Regions from separate parts of the Rattus norvegicus genome. Here region 1 is linked to region 2. The links are chromatin contacts, called in public Hi-C maps. All regions are on one chromosome and are shown on one strand. Each heading gives the region's core, a stretch centred on a gene start, on an enhancer-like site or on the middle of the called end of the contact. The rest is flanking DNA. Distances are from core to core; before and after follow the strand shown. Region 1 overlaps Kcnab1 (potassium voltage-gated channel subfamily A regulatory beta subunit 1). Region 2 holds the start of Kcnab1 (potassium voltage-gated channel subfamily A regulatory beta subunit 1).

Region 1 (6,152 bases), core at 3,402-5,901, 90 kb after region 2:
TTCAGAGCCTGCCCCACATGTGGCTCATACATATACAGCCATCCAATTAGACAAGATGAATGCAGCAAAGAAGTGCAGGCCGACAGGAGCCGGATGTATATCGCTCCTGAGAGACACAGCCAGAATACAGCAAATACAGGGGCGAATGCCAGCAGCAAACCACTGAACTGAGAATGGGACCCCTGTTGAAGGAATCAGAGAAAGAACTCGAAGAGCTTGAAGGAGCTCGATACCCCTTATGAACAACAATGCCAATCAACCAGAGCTTCCAGGGACTAAGCCACTACCTAAAGACTATACATGGACTGACCCTGGACTCTGACCTCATAGGTAGCAATGAATATTCTAGTAAGATCACCAGTGGAAGGGGAAGCCCTTGGTCCTGCTAAGACTGAACCCCCAGTGAACGTGATTGTTGGGGGGAGGGCAGTAATGGGGGGGAGGGTGGGGAGGGGAACACCCATAAAGAAGGGGAGGGGGAAGGGGGATGTTTGCCTGGAAACCGGGAAAGGGAATAACACTCGAAATGTAAATAAGAAACACTCAAGTTAATAAAAAAAAAAAAAGAAAAATAGGAAGAAAACTTAGAGGGAACAATATCCTTCGCATGTAAAGTTTGCTGGAATGTATGCAATCTTTGACAAATTTTGCCATATTTAAGTATAAGGTGACATAGATTAACAAGACCATCCTGACTCCAGACCAATAAGAAGAAGTTGTAAATGGCTGGAGAGAATGGCCCAAACCAGAAAAGGCCAGGAAATCCCTAGCTTGTCACAGTTTAAGCCCAGACTGTAAGCATGGCTCATAAGCACTCTGCCACCATGAACACTGGTTTTATTTTATGAAAACAGCTGTCATGAATCTCAGCACTGCGGAGAGGATTAAATAATGCATGTAAATTATTGTGTTCATAACAGGTGATCAACCAAAGCTAGCTTCAACAGTCATCAAAAATTAAGTAGCCAAATGTGAAATAGTCTAGGGTAAAATGCTGAATTGATTAACATTATGAAAACATGTGCCTTTTTTTTCTTCTGACTGTCCTGCATAACTGAGCAGATGAACTTTCAGCAGCTGTTTTTCAGACATCTGGTTCTGTTTCTGTCCACGTCAGCATGCCCCTATCTTAAAACATGCCAGTAAACTGACTTGTGAGTGAACCAACTCAGCTTTCTTTCAGAGAAAGACACAGAGACAGAAAGACAGAAGGCAGGAGCGGGGGGCAGGGAGGAGGGAAAGAAGGAGCAGAAGGGAATGCAGGGCAGGGAAGAAAAGAGAGGTGAGAGGACTTAAATTATATTTTCTTTTCAGAGTACATTTGATTACATGGCAATACTAGGCTATTTGTCAAAAATACTATACTAATTACTTTTCTATTACTCTGATAAAGCACTCTGAGCAAGGAAATTTTTAGATGAGTTTATAGATGGGCTTGGTGTTCCAGAGGGATCGGTCCATGATGTCAAAGCTGAGGCAAGCCAGCTGCAGCAGGAAGCAGAGGGAGCTTCGAGTGAGCACACCTCCAGCACAGTACTTCCTCCAACAAGGCCACACACCCCCCAAAGCTCCCAATTAGCACCATCAACTGCGGACCAAGTGTCCAAGTACCTACGACTGTGGGCCCTGCCGAGATAAGTACTAGACACTTCTAACTTGGCTGAAATGCAATTCCAGCTCCTGGGAATTGGCCCTGGCAGCTGAGTTGGGGACTCTGGCTGAAAGGCTTTTACCCTCAGACTCTGAAGATGCCTCTGTCTCTGTTGCACTGTTTCACTGTTGATGAAAAACTGGGTCCCAGCCAGAAACTTGGGAGGATCAGGCTTGTGTAATTTTCTAAGAGATTCCTTCTCCAGTTAGCTTGCAAAATACAGAAATGTATTTGTCATACCATTGTATTGCTTCTGTGAGAAGACCTGTTGAACTTCCACTTAAAGAGTCTAGAAACTTCCATCCCTCAAATTGTTTCATGGGTTCCCATGACAACTAATTGGGGGATTTCTGAGTAACATTTGTGTTTCAAGCATTATTTTCCAGCTCATCAAACTTGTGATTTTTCTCAGCACTCACATTACCCTTGCATACTTTAAACTAGCTTATGTTTCAGGGAGATTTCCAAGGGAGACTGTTTACATGTGTGTGTTAAGGATCTCACAGGAAGAGTCCTGGAATAGCACACAGGGATGGTGGTTCGGGTCCTTGTCCTTTACTTTTTAGTTTTTTAATGCAACTATATCAGGATCATCTAGCAAAGATCAGGCAATGTTCCAGACACTGTGGAGGTAGAGGGAATAGGACACACAGAACCTCCTTGTCCTGGGTACAAACCAACAAAAACAAACACAATGATAAAATAAATGGAAGAGGCGATAATAAGAGCTCCAAGGGAGAAAGCCCCAAATGAGATTGAGATAGAAAGTTGCAAAAAGAACTTGGGGTTGGGGTGGGGATTGATGCTAATATGTCTAACTTGGGCCTAAACTGAACAATTCATCAAGGGTGGAGGAATTCAGACAACAAAGAGTACACGGGCTACAGATGGGAGAACTGCTTCTAGAGAGGAAGAAAGAGACCAGAGAAGGGGCTTCTAGAGCCATCCAGGCAAGAGCTGTGGGTTCTCCAATTAGAGCAGTGACAGGAGAGTTGAGCAGCAGTTGACATGGATGCACGGTGGAGGTGGAGCTGCCTTACCTTTGGGTAAAAACTGGGTGCGAGACATTGAGAAGCTGGCTCTGCTTGTGTTTCTAGCCTGTGTGTTTTGGGTGGTAGTGATGTCATTTGTACCTGACTCTAAGGATCATAGCAGAGGAAGGGTCTAGTCTCACAAAACCAATGAGTTGTCCTCAGACTAAACTGCACTGTTGTTGAACTGTTGTGGATGTGATTCCCCAGAAACATGGAGATAGGACTGGGCCTCCTGTGCGTGACAGGAAAGGAGCTTCCTGCCTTCCTACTCGTTATTGATGAGTCTATCCACTTGCAAATTCTCAGTCCAAACCTTAGTACTTGGAAGGAAGCTTTCCATCCAACGTTCTTCCCTGGACCAGCTAGGCCCCTGCCTATGTGTGAGGCCCCTGGAGGTGAATGGTTTCACCAACTTCTGCTGTTGGCTTACACGGAACATTACCAGTAGCAACTGATAAACTCTCCTGGTCTTTTGCTGCTCATAGCTGCTGCTTGCTTGTTTTACAGAGGAAACAGAGGCTCAAAAAGCCTTTGTGATGTGCTTTTTTCCTGTGTCCTAAATTTAACACTGTATCATGTGACATTGAATAAGATAGGTGGCAGCCAGTATATGGGAGCTATCACATTTGTCTGTCTCAGCTAACTTGTGGGCAAGAAAAAGAAACAAAGAGACATCTGGAAACTGTGTGCCTGTGATAGTTGCGCAGTGAGAACTGCACAAGAGCCACCTTCCTAGCTCTTGCCAGCACCGCACTGGAAAGACTGCCCATAAAGTATCCCATTAAAGCTATAACTCCATCAGTGCTCAACCCAAAAATCCCTGTTCAAATTCCTGTTTGCTTCCCAGGGATCTTCTAATAAAGAATATCAGAGACTCTCACTAGGCAACCCCCCGCCCAGCTTTTACTTCAAATGTTCTGTATATGCCCTGGCCTGGCACTGGGTATCCTAGAGGGGAAGCCCACAGAAGCAGGCTCTGCCCTACCCAGTGTGAAGAGCTGTGGGTGCTCAGGACTAGAACGAGATGGGGCAGAAAGAGGCAGAGAATCGGGATGTTTGCTGGGAGATTCTGTCTCACAGTAATGTCGGAAACTACACCCAGAAAGCCTCACCAACATGACCTCCTAAACATGAGCTGATCAAGGGTGATACTAGTGAGCATGCCAGAGTGGATACAGAAAATTTTATGGGACCTCAACTCTATTCAAAGAACTATAGGCAACTGAGAAAAGCTTGGAGTAGATGTGGTCTTCCCCAGGAAAAAGCATACCAATTGGATGCCCAGCCCCAAATGGTCAGACCATTACATATACAATTAATATTATACATACTGAACAGGTTATATTTATGAATAGGTATACACATATGCATATAATATCCATACAATAACAATTAGTAAATAATAAAAGAGGCCATGACTGAAAGAGAGTCAGGAGAAGTATATGAGAAGGTTTGAAGGGGGAAAGGAAAGGAAAAGTTTTATAATTAAATCATAATTGCAAAAACTTTATAAACATCTGAGGGGTTGGGGATGTAGCTCAAGAGTAGAGCGCTCACGTAACAAGCTCAAGGTCCTGAGTTCGAGGCCCAGCACCAGTCTATGAGCGATATGCACAGAGTTCATAGCAAGCTGTTGGTGAGCAAATATCAAACCTGAAAAGATAGTACAGTGAGGGAAGAACCTGTTCTGACCATTCAGAAGGAACAAAAAGAGAAAAAGAGACATGGAAAAGCCTCTGGGGCCCTTTGAGAATTCTCGTCACAGACCCAGCAATGTTTCTGTTGCCTTTTGCTACACTGATGTGACTTGTGTCCTGTCAGTCAGAGAAAGAAGTCAGCAGAGCAACAGGACAGCTCTGTGGCAGCAGAAGGAAGCTCATGCAGGTTTCCTGGGAACGGGCAGAGAGTTGGAGACTTATGAACAGACACAGGCTTGCAGTCTCTCTTGCACGCCTGGCTGAGCCAAAGTTCTTGGCAGCCACCTGATGTTAATTAAAGCTCTAGTCTAGCTCCAACTTAACGCTTCCTCACTGTGCTATTGCTCATCATCCCTGGGTCCCCTTCAATTTTAAAGCCTCATTTGGGGCCTAGATGGTAGAGCAAACCTTTGAGTCATATACAGAATGTCCCTAGCCCTTTGAAGGTAGAGGGGACTCGGGTTTTGGTTATTAGAGAAGTACCTCTCTCCCCACACCTCCCCTACTTGCCTTCCTGGCAAATGAAGGGCCCTGATGTAGCTAAGTACCTCACTGCACCAGCTGAGCTGAGCGAGACCTGCCATGTTCTTCATGCCTCTGTGTCTGAGCTCCTGTGAAACTTCAGTTCAGTGCCCCCCCCTTCCTCTAGGACAATACATCTTTCTGGAGGATTCCCATGGTGCAGGGGCAAGTTGGGGCTGAGCTACTGTTGTTCCCATTAAGCCTTGAGTCTGTCAGTTCTGTTCTTGTAACACATTTCACCAGTGGAGTATCCTTAGATTCTGGCTACCCTCATACAACTGGGTGCCGACTTGTGGTCTCTGTGCCACAGTAAGGCCATACCAGGAGGCTCTACCAGACTGAAAACCCAGGGTGAAGGCTAGAGAACAGGTGGCTGCAGTAAGAGATAGAGGAGACACTGTTGCCTGACTGTTCGCATCAGCCTCCCCTCCGCATACAGATCTGTGAGAGCACTGACCAGTTACTCCTCATCTATGGATCCTCTTAGACTCACATCAATGTCAAGCTCTCCTATTTCCCTCAGGCCTCTCCTTGCCCTGCTCTAAAGACTGCTGTCTGGAGTCTTAAATCAGAACACCAATTCTTCAAAAGTTATTATCTCCTCCCAAAGTGCTTCCTCTCCAAGTCTGCAAGTGAGCATCTGTGTATCTATTCCACATTCTCCTGATGTTCCTGGCTTCTTGGACAGAGAGGGAAATGTTCCCCAACATCAGAAGGAAAGCTCTGCACAGAGGGTACACCTTTTCTTGGAAGTAGCATCCCCTCCGCACTCCCCCCAACCAGCTGACACTCACAAAGCCCTGCTGTTTCTACCATGCTGACCTGCTTCTGCCTCAGGCATCCTCAGCAGTGGGAAGTAGGCCCCATGATCAAGGCAATGTGTAGGCTGCCAGGAGCTGATCACGGAGCTGAGCCTCCCTTCCAGAAACACACATGGCCAGCCAGGCCCAGCCACCTAACAGAATGGGCATTCTACACTCCCACGTTCAACAAAGGTTCTAGCACGTATCTGAGAGGAGAACTCTGCTAAGAGCATGTTAAGCAATTCACCAAGTATAAAATTATGTCAGAAATAGAAACATGTTGGTTAGATTTATGTCAGCTTGATTCAAGCCAGATTTATTTGAGAAGGGGAATCTCAATTGTGAAAATGACTTCATAAGATAGTGTTGTGGGTAAATCTGCTGGACAATCTTGATTAACGCTCAACCCATGGTGAGTGCTGCTGCCCCCAAGTCCTATGAAAAC
Region 2 (5,395 bases), core at 1,234-3,733:
TCTTCTAATGCCTGGCCCTGGTCCTTATTATAAGGGCATATGTCATATTAAGTTAGTGCTCATACTTATGGCCTCATTATACTTATTATGTCTTTAAAGACTGTCTCCAAACACAGGCACATTCTGACACAGTGGGGAGAGACCGGAGCCTCAATTCATGAAGTTTGGGATGAGATAATCTAGCCCATAGCTGTATCTATACATGTATACATGTGTGTGTCTATGTAAATGTATTCCTATGCACGTTTGTGTGTCTATTTAAGCCTGAAATTCTCACAGTGGGAATTCCTCTGACTCCTTTTGTGTGACAGTGAAGGGACACACATTCCAAGTCTAATTTCCCCAGCCTAATTAGCATGTGGCCTGTTAGCAAACTTATTAAGAATGGGCACTGTACAGCCAACTGTGATCTAATTTCCAGGCTCCTGAAAGTGACTGCTCCCTTAATGCTGAGAAGGGTGAGGGTGTCTGGGGAAACCATGGGACTGCTCCTTGCCTGTCAGAGATGAAAGGCTCACTGTGGTCAGCAAGAAAGAGACTTGCACTGTGGGCATCCTCTGGCCCCAGATCTTTGATTCTCTATGAGGTATGTCCCAAAGGCTGGGACACTGGACTACACTCGAAAGGAGCAGAAGAAGATGTGGGGCTATCATTTACTCCTTTTCAGTACATTGGCTGAACTTCAAAGTGGATGCACAGAATCTGCTTTAGTGGTTGTTTTTAAAGAGTGGAGTTATCCAGGAAATGACATCTCCCCATCCAACCTACCTTCCTCTCTCCCTCTTTATTTCCTCACCACCTTTCAATTATTTATAGAGTGAGTACCTGCCATAGACCAAGCAAGCACTCTGTGTGATCCTGTTGGAGTCAGAAATTCTTTGCCTTGTGTGTCTTGTTCAGGTAACCGTTTCCCTGACCTAGGTTAGACTGTGTTCTTTGGCTTTTTTCTGCTAGTCCTATAACAAAGCTAAACGCCACATTAACATGTCCAGGCCTTTTAGTCCTTCCTATAAAGCAGCATTCTCAGCTGAACCCCTGCCCACCTTCCCTCCCCCACAGCCAGTTGCCAAGTTGAAATCCCTGGTTCCTGACCCCTCCTCGGTCTGAAAGAGATCACCTGACCCCATTGCTCTCAGCCTGCTGGTTTGGTTTTTTTTTTTTTTTCTTCCCCTTTCCTTTTCTAAAAGCTGTTTCTTTTGATTCCTCCCACTTCTTCCTCTTCTCATTTTGACTGCTTTCCCAATTCACGTTGATCATCTCCGGTGAGCTGGCTTAGTGTGCAAAAATAAAGGTTCCTATGTTCTCTTTCCTCTCTGCCTACTGTTTATTCCAAAGATTAAAGAAAGGTATGTCCCAGTATTCCCACCTGGATGGAAAGAAGGTACCCACTTAACCCTTCCACCCTCCCTCTCTCCCTAAACATCCTCTATTAATTAACTGATTGATTCTCTAAAGGAAAGAGTGAAAAATATGGAGGGTCAAGGATGCAATTCCATAAAGTTCGAAGATGTTAAGATTAATGTCTCCAGTGGATCTCAACACAAGCATAGAGTCCCCTTGAGGATTTCATTCCTGCAACTTTATTTACTTGGACAGGAGTGGTCAGACCACTGTTTTATTTATTAATTTATACAGGCAGGGAATGTCATCCCTGCACATGCTTCCTGAACTTCTGCTAATCAAATCAGACCCATTGTCCCTGCCACAGGGGAGTCTCATACCTCTAGGAGGTCTGCCTGAGTTTTCATGGCTTCCTCCTGAAACTCTGGACGTTGTCATGCTTCCCAGGAGCAGACTAAGAGAAACTCCCCTGAAATGTGGGTAATGGATCAAAATGAAGAATATTCTCTGGGCTCCTGAAATTCATTCCTTCGTTCTGGTGTACCCAGTGTGGGTACCACTCTTAAGAATGGTATATTTGGATCCTGCTACTTTTCTGAACCTTCTGGGCCTTAATGTTGACCTGTTTCTCCCCCATTGCACCCACCCCTGCCTGTCCCCTCCAGTGTGAAGGACCCATGCTCCCTGCAGCATTCCAGATGTCTCTGGTATTTTAAATAAATTTGCAGTAAGTTAGCAGACCCCACTGCAACTAGACTGCACTGTGGCTTTTCAGGAAACTTCTAACTTATCTGCATAAGAAATAACATGCAGAGGCGATATGAACCCTGACAGGGCTAATAGCAGAATTCCAAGCTGTGTTCCAGCAAGTCAAAAGAGTATTCACGTGTTAATCAGTAGCGTGCTGTTCTGGGAGCACCCCACTCAGCCTTCCCCCGTCTCAACTCTTGTGCTGCAGCAAGATTTGGTGGCATCTAGGCAGAGCCCCCTGACGGATCAACCCTCCCGGTACTGTTCCAGTAAGGAGTGGTCACAGTGATCTTTCCTTCCCACTGCACACAAAGGCAAGGCGCTCCTTAAAGGGACCTCCCAGCAATTCTATGCAGTCGCTAACCAAGTAAGTGCTGGCTCCGGAGACCCAGCTTTTGTCCGAGGATGAGTGGGGAGGGGTCTTGAGAAGCCTCCACCTCCGCATCCTCCGAAGTTCCGGAGGGAGGTAGTTGACAGGCAGAGTGGATGGAGACCACGGGTCCGCGGGGCCCTGCTTGCTGTTAGCTGCTTCTTGGGATGCTCCTCTCCAGTTGAGCCTCCTGCCTGTGATCCAGAGGGTGCTGGCAGCGCGTCTTGCGGTATGCCTGCGTTGCTTTGAGCCAGCGCCCAGAAACCAGCCCTCTGCATTCAGGCACCTCGGACTGGCTCCAGGCAGGGCTGTGTGCAGTCACCATGAATGCTCAGCTCTAGGCTTCTGCACCAGCCTCCTGACCACATGGATCTGGCTGTTTAATCAGCCGAGATCACAACCTGGGAAGATTGGGGACGCTGATATGCGCTCCAGCTGCTGAGACAACTTCCAGCTTGGCTGTTTACTTCTTTGGGTCCCAGGGACTCTGTCCTACACCTCAGCCTCTCCTGCCACTGTGTGTGGGTTCTGAAGTCAGCTGCTGGGACTCCTCCGAAGGCATCCAGGAAGGGGGGCAAGAGGGGTTAAAAGACAGCCGAAATCCCCTCCAACTGCTCACCCTCTGCCGACCGCCTGTGCTGTGGGGTTCTGAGAGGACCTTGCGCTGTCCGGGGAAGCAATGCAAGTCTCCATAGCCTGCACAGAGCACAATTTGAAGAGTCGAAATGGTGAGGACCGACTTCTGAGCAAGCAGAGCTCCACCGCCCCCAATGTGGTGAACGCAGCCCGGGCCAAATTCCGCACTGTCGCTATCATCGCTCGCAGCCTGGGGACCTTCACCCCTCAGCATCACATTTCTCTCAAAGAGTCCACTGCAAAGCAGACTGGCATGAAATATAGGTATGAGGTCCCTCTGCCCGGGGTTTCTGTGTTCTTTGAAGGTTCGGTCAGCCAGTTTCTTCGTGTTTGAAGTGACTTAACTCAGCGCTGGTTTGCTTAATTTAGAATTCTCAGGTGTTTGCTTTTAAATTAGCCTTTTGTAGGGGGAAGGGTGAAAAAGTCCCAGCTGCTGTGCATGCTTGTGTGCGATTTTTAAGATGTGGCCCATTTTGTATATTCTAAGTGTTATGAACACCTTAGGACCTTAATGAATTCCAGACAGCGGAGAAAACACATGGAGGAGCTTGAAACTCTTTCCTACCAGGACAGTTTGTCAAGAGCAGAAGTGTTTGTCCGGCTTGATGTGTAGATCTACGCATATGCTTTTCAGGACAGTTTCCCATCCCACACCTCACTCTTTCTTACCTTTGAGAGACCAAGGCAGCATGCTAAGCCCAGCCTTTAAGGAAGGTTTGGGGTAGCAAGAAACACCTATAATGGTAAATTACAGAGTGAGCACTGCTGTATTTAAATCTAAATTACTGCCTGAAGTGAATGAAGTGTGAGTGCGACTTAAATACAGAGGACCAGCTTTTCAATGCCCAGGGGTGTCTGCGTTCCTGTTTCCTGTATCACAAGGAAGTCTTGTTTTCATAGACAGAAATCTTCCTGTAGTAAAAACAGTTCACCATTCCATAACGCAATTCCTGCCACTTCATTGTTTGCTTGGCACCAGCACTCTGGACCTGCGCTCTGTAGTTCCCCTGCACTTCTCCTAAGTGTTTAGGGATCCAGAGAAGAGCAGGCGCTGACATCCTCCGAGATCTTTGGCTATTCTCATTTGCAGGTGGAACTGTTCACTGCTTTCTTTTATTCTTTCCCTCATTTGCTAGGGACCAGAGTTTAGGATAAGACGAACTCAGGACAATTAAAATACTGTATGTTTAAGACCTGTGCTGTCTGTGTGAAGTAAGCATTGAAACTTCTCTATAAAAGTTGCCCTTGATGAAAGTTCATCTGCGGAGTTAATGGAAGCCTTCCATGGTAACAGCGAGTCTTGTCCTTCTGATGGTGTCAAGCCACTGAGAAAGAAAACCTGTGAACAAAGTGGGAGGAAGCCAGCCATAGCAGTAGCTCTGAGCCACAACTGCAGGGTGAGGACAAACCACCAAATAAACCCCCTGACTGTGATCTTCTCCCCTGAAGTGTCAGCACTGTGAGCATTCTACTCTCCTTTCCTGATGGACTGGGGACCCCATACAATGACTTCTCCAAATGAGACAGCCCCCAGTCTCTACTGCTCTGGCAGTTTCTGTGTAGCTGCTGTGTGAGACAGAAATGGCCTTAGTCCTGTGTATGGAGGGTGCTGCTGAGCCAATAGCTAAGCTGCTGGGGGAGATGAGTTGTTGCCTCCAGGACAGAGTCCAAGAGCAAGGCACACCGGGGTCGGGTGGCTCCAATCAGGACCTGCAGAATTTAAGGCAGAACAGTGAACAGATTTCCTGTAAGGCAGAAGTTTAAGTCACACCCCTACTGTCGGTGGTCACACCTTCATAGTTATATCGGAGGGGATTGCCATGGAACAGTTTTGTCTTTCTGGGCTTCTGCAGTCAGGGGTTAAGCTAAGCTTTCCTGTCAACACAGTTGAACTTGCATTGGACTGTAACTGTCTCGTTCCCCAGAAGGTCAGTGTGGAGAGCACTCATTTGCACGTCTCTCATCCCTTGAAGCCAAGCACAGCTCTTTCCTGACAATCATCTGGGCTCTTCAGCACTCTTGAGTTTGTGGTAACTAAACAAAATGGTTCTTTTCCACTCCTCATTCACAACCACTCCAGCTAGGACAGGTGCTTTATGTGTGTGTGAATCCAGCCTCCCCCTTTTAAATTCTACTCAGAGTGATATGCATGAGAGAGATTATGAGGTAATGCCGTATACAGGCCAAGCTTTCTTAGGTTATAGAGGAAATAGGCAATGACTATGTGCTTACCCAAAATAGTGGGAATACTTTTGTTGCCTGAATTATGTTTTTGTCACATTGTTTCATCTAGAATAT

What was found. A called contact is a pair of places that touch in the nucleus more often than the background predicts.
Region 1: a contact with region 2 is called in a Hi-C map of frontal cortex, with 1.9 times the contacts expected there. The contact joins the enhancer-like site here to the promoter of Kcnab1 in region 2. A contact is called at or near these places in 1 of 12 Hi-C or Micro-C datasets (frontal cortex) and 1 of 1 datasets of contacts at active chromatin or transcription factors (oligodendrocytes).

The regions. Positions count from the first base shown.
Region 1 is chr2:151,699,445-151,705,596 of GRCr8, forward strand. The region is part of intron 1 of Kcnab1 (potassium voltage-gated channel subfamily A regulatory beta subunit 1); the gene reads left to right. Among named protein-coding and RNA genes, the nearest start is that of Kcnab1, 88 kb to the left of the region's middle. Within about 2 kb of position 4,652, at least 11 of the 93 cell types and tissues checked have an H3K27ac peak or open chromatin away from gene starts, as enhancers often do.
Region 2 is chr2:151,612,068-151,617,462 of GRCr8, forward strand. Kcnab1 (potassium voltage-gated channel subfamily A regulatory beta subunit 1) reads left to right here and starts at 2,484. Exons shown (of 14, transcript NM_017303.3): 1 at 2,484-3,361. The coding sequence starts at 3,141.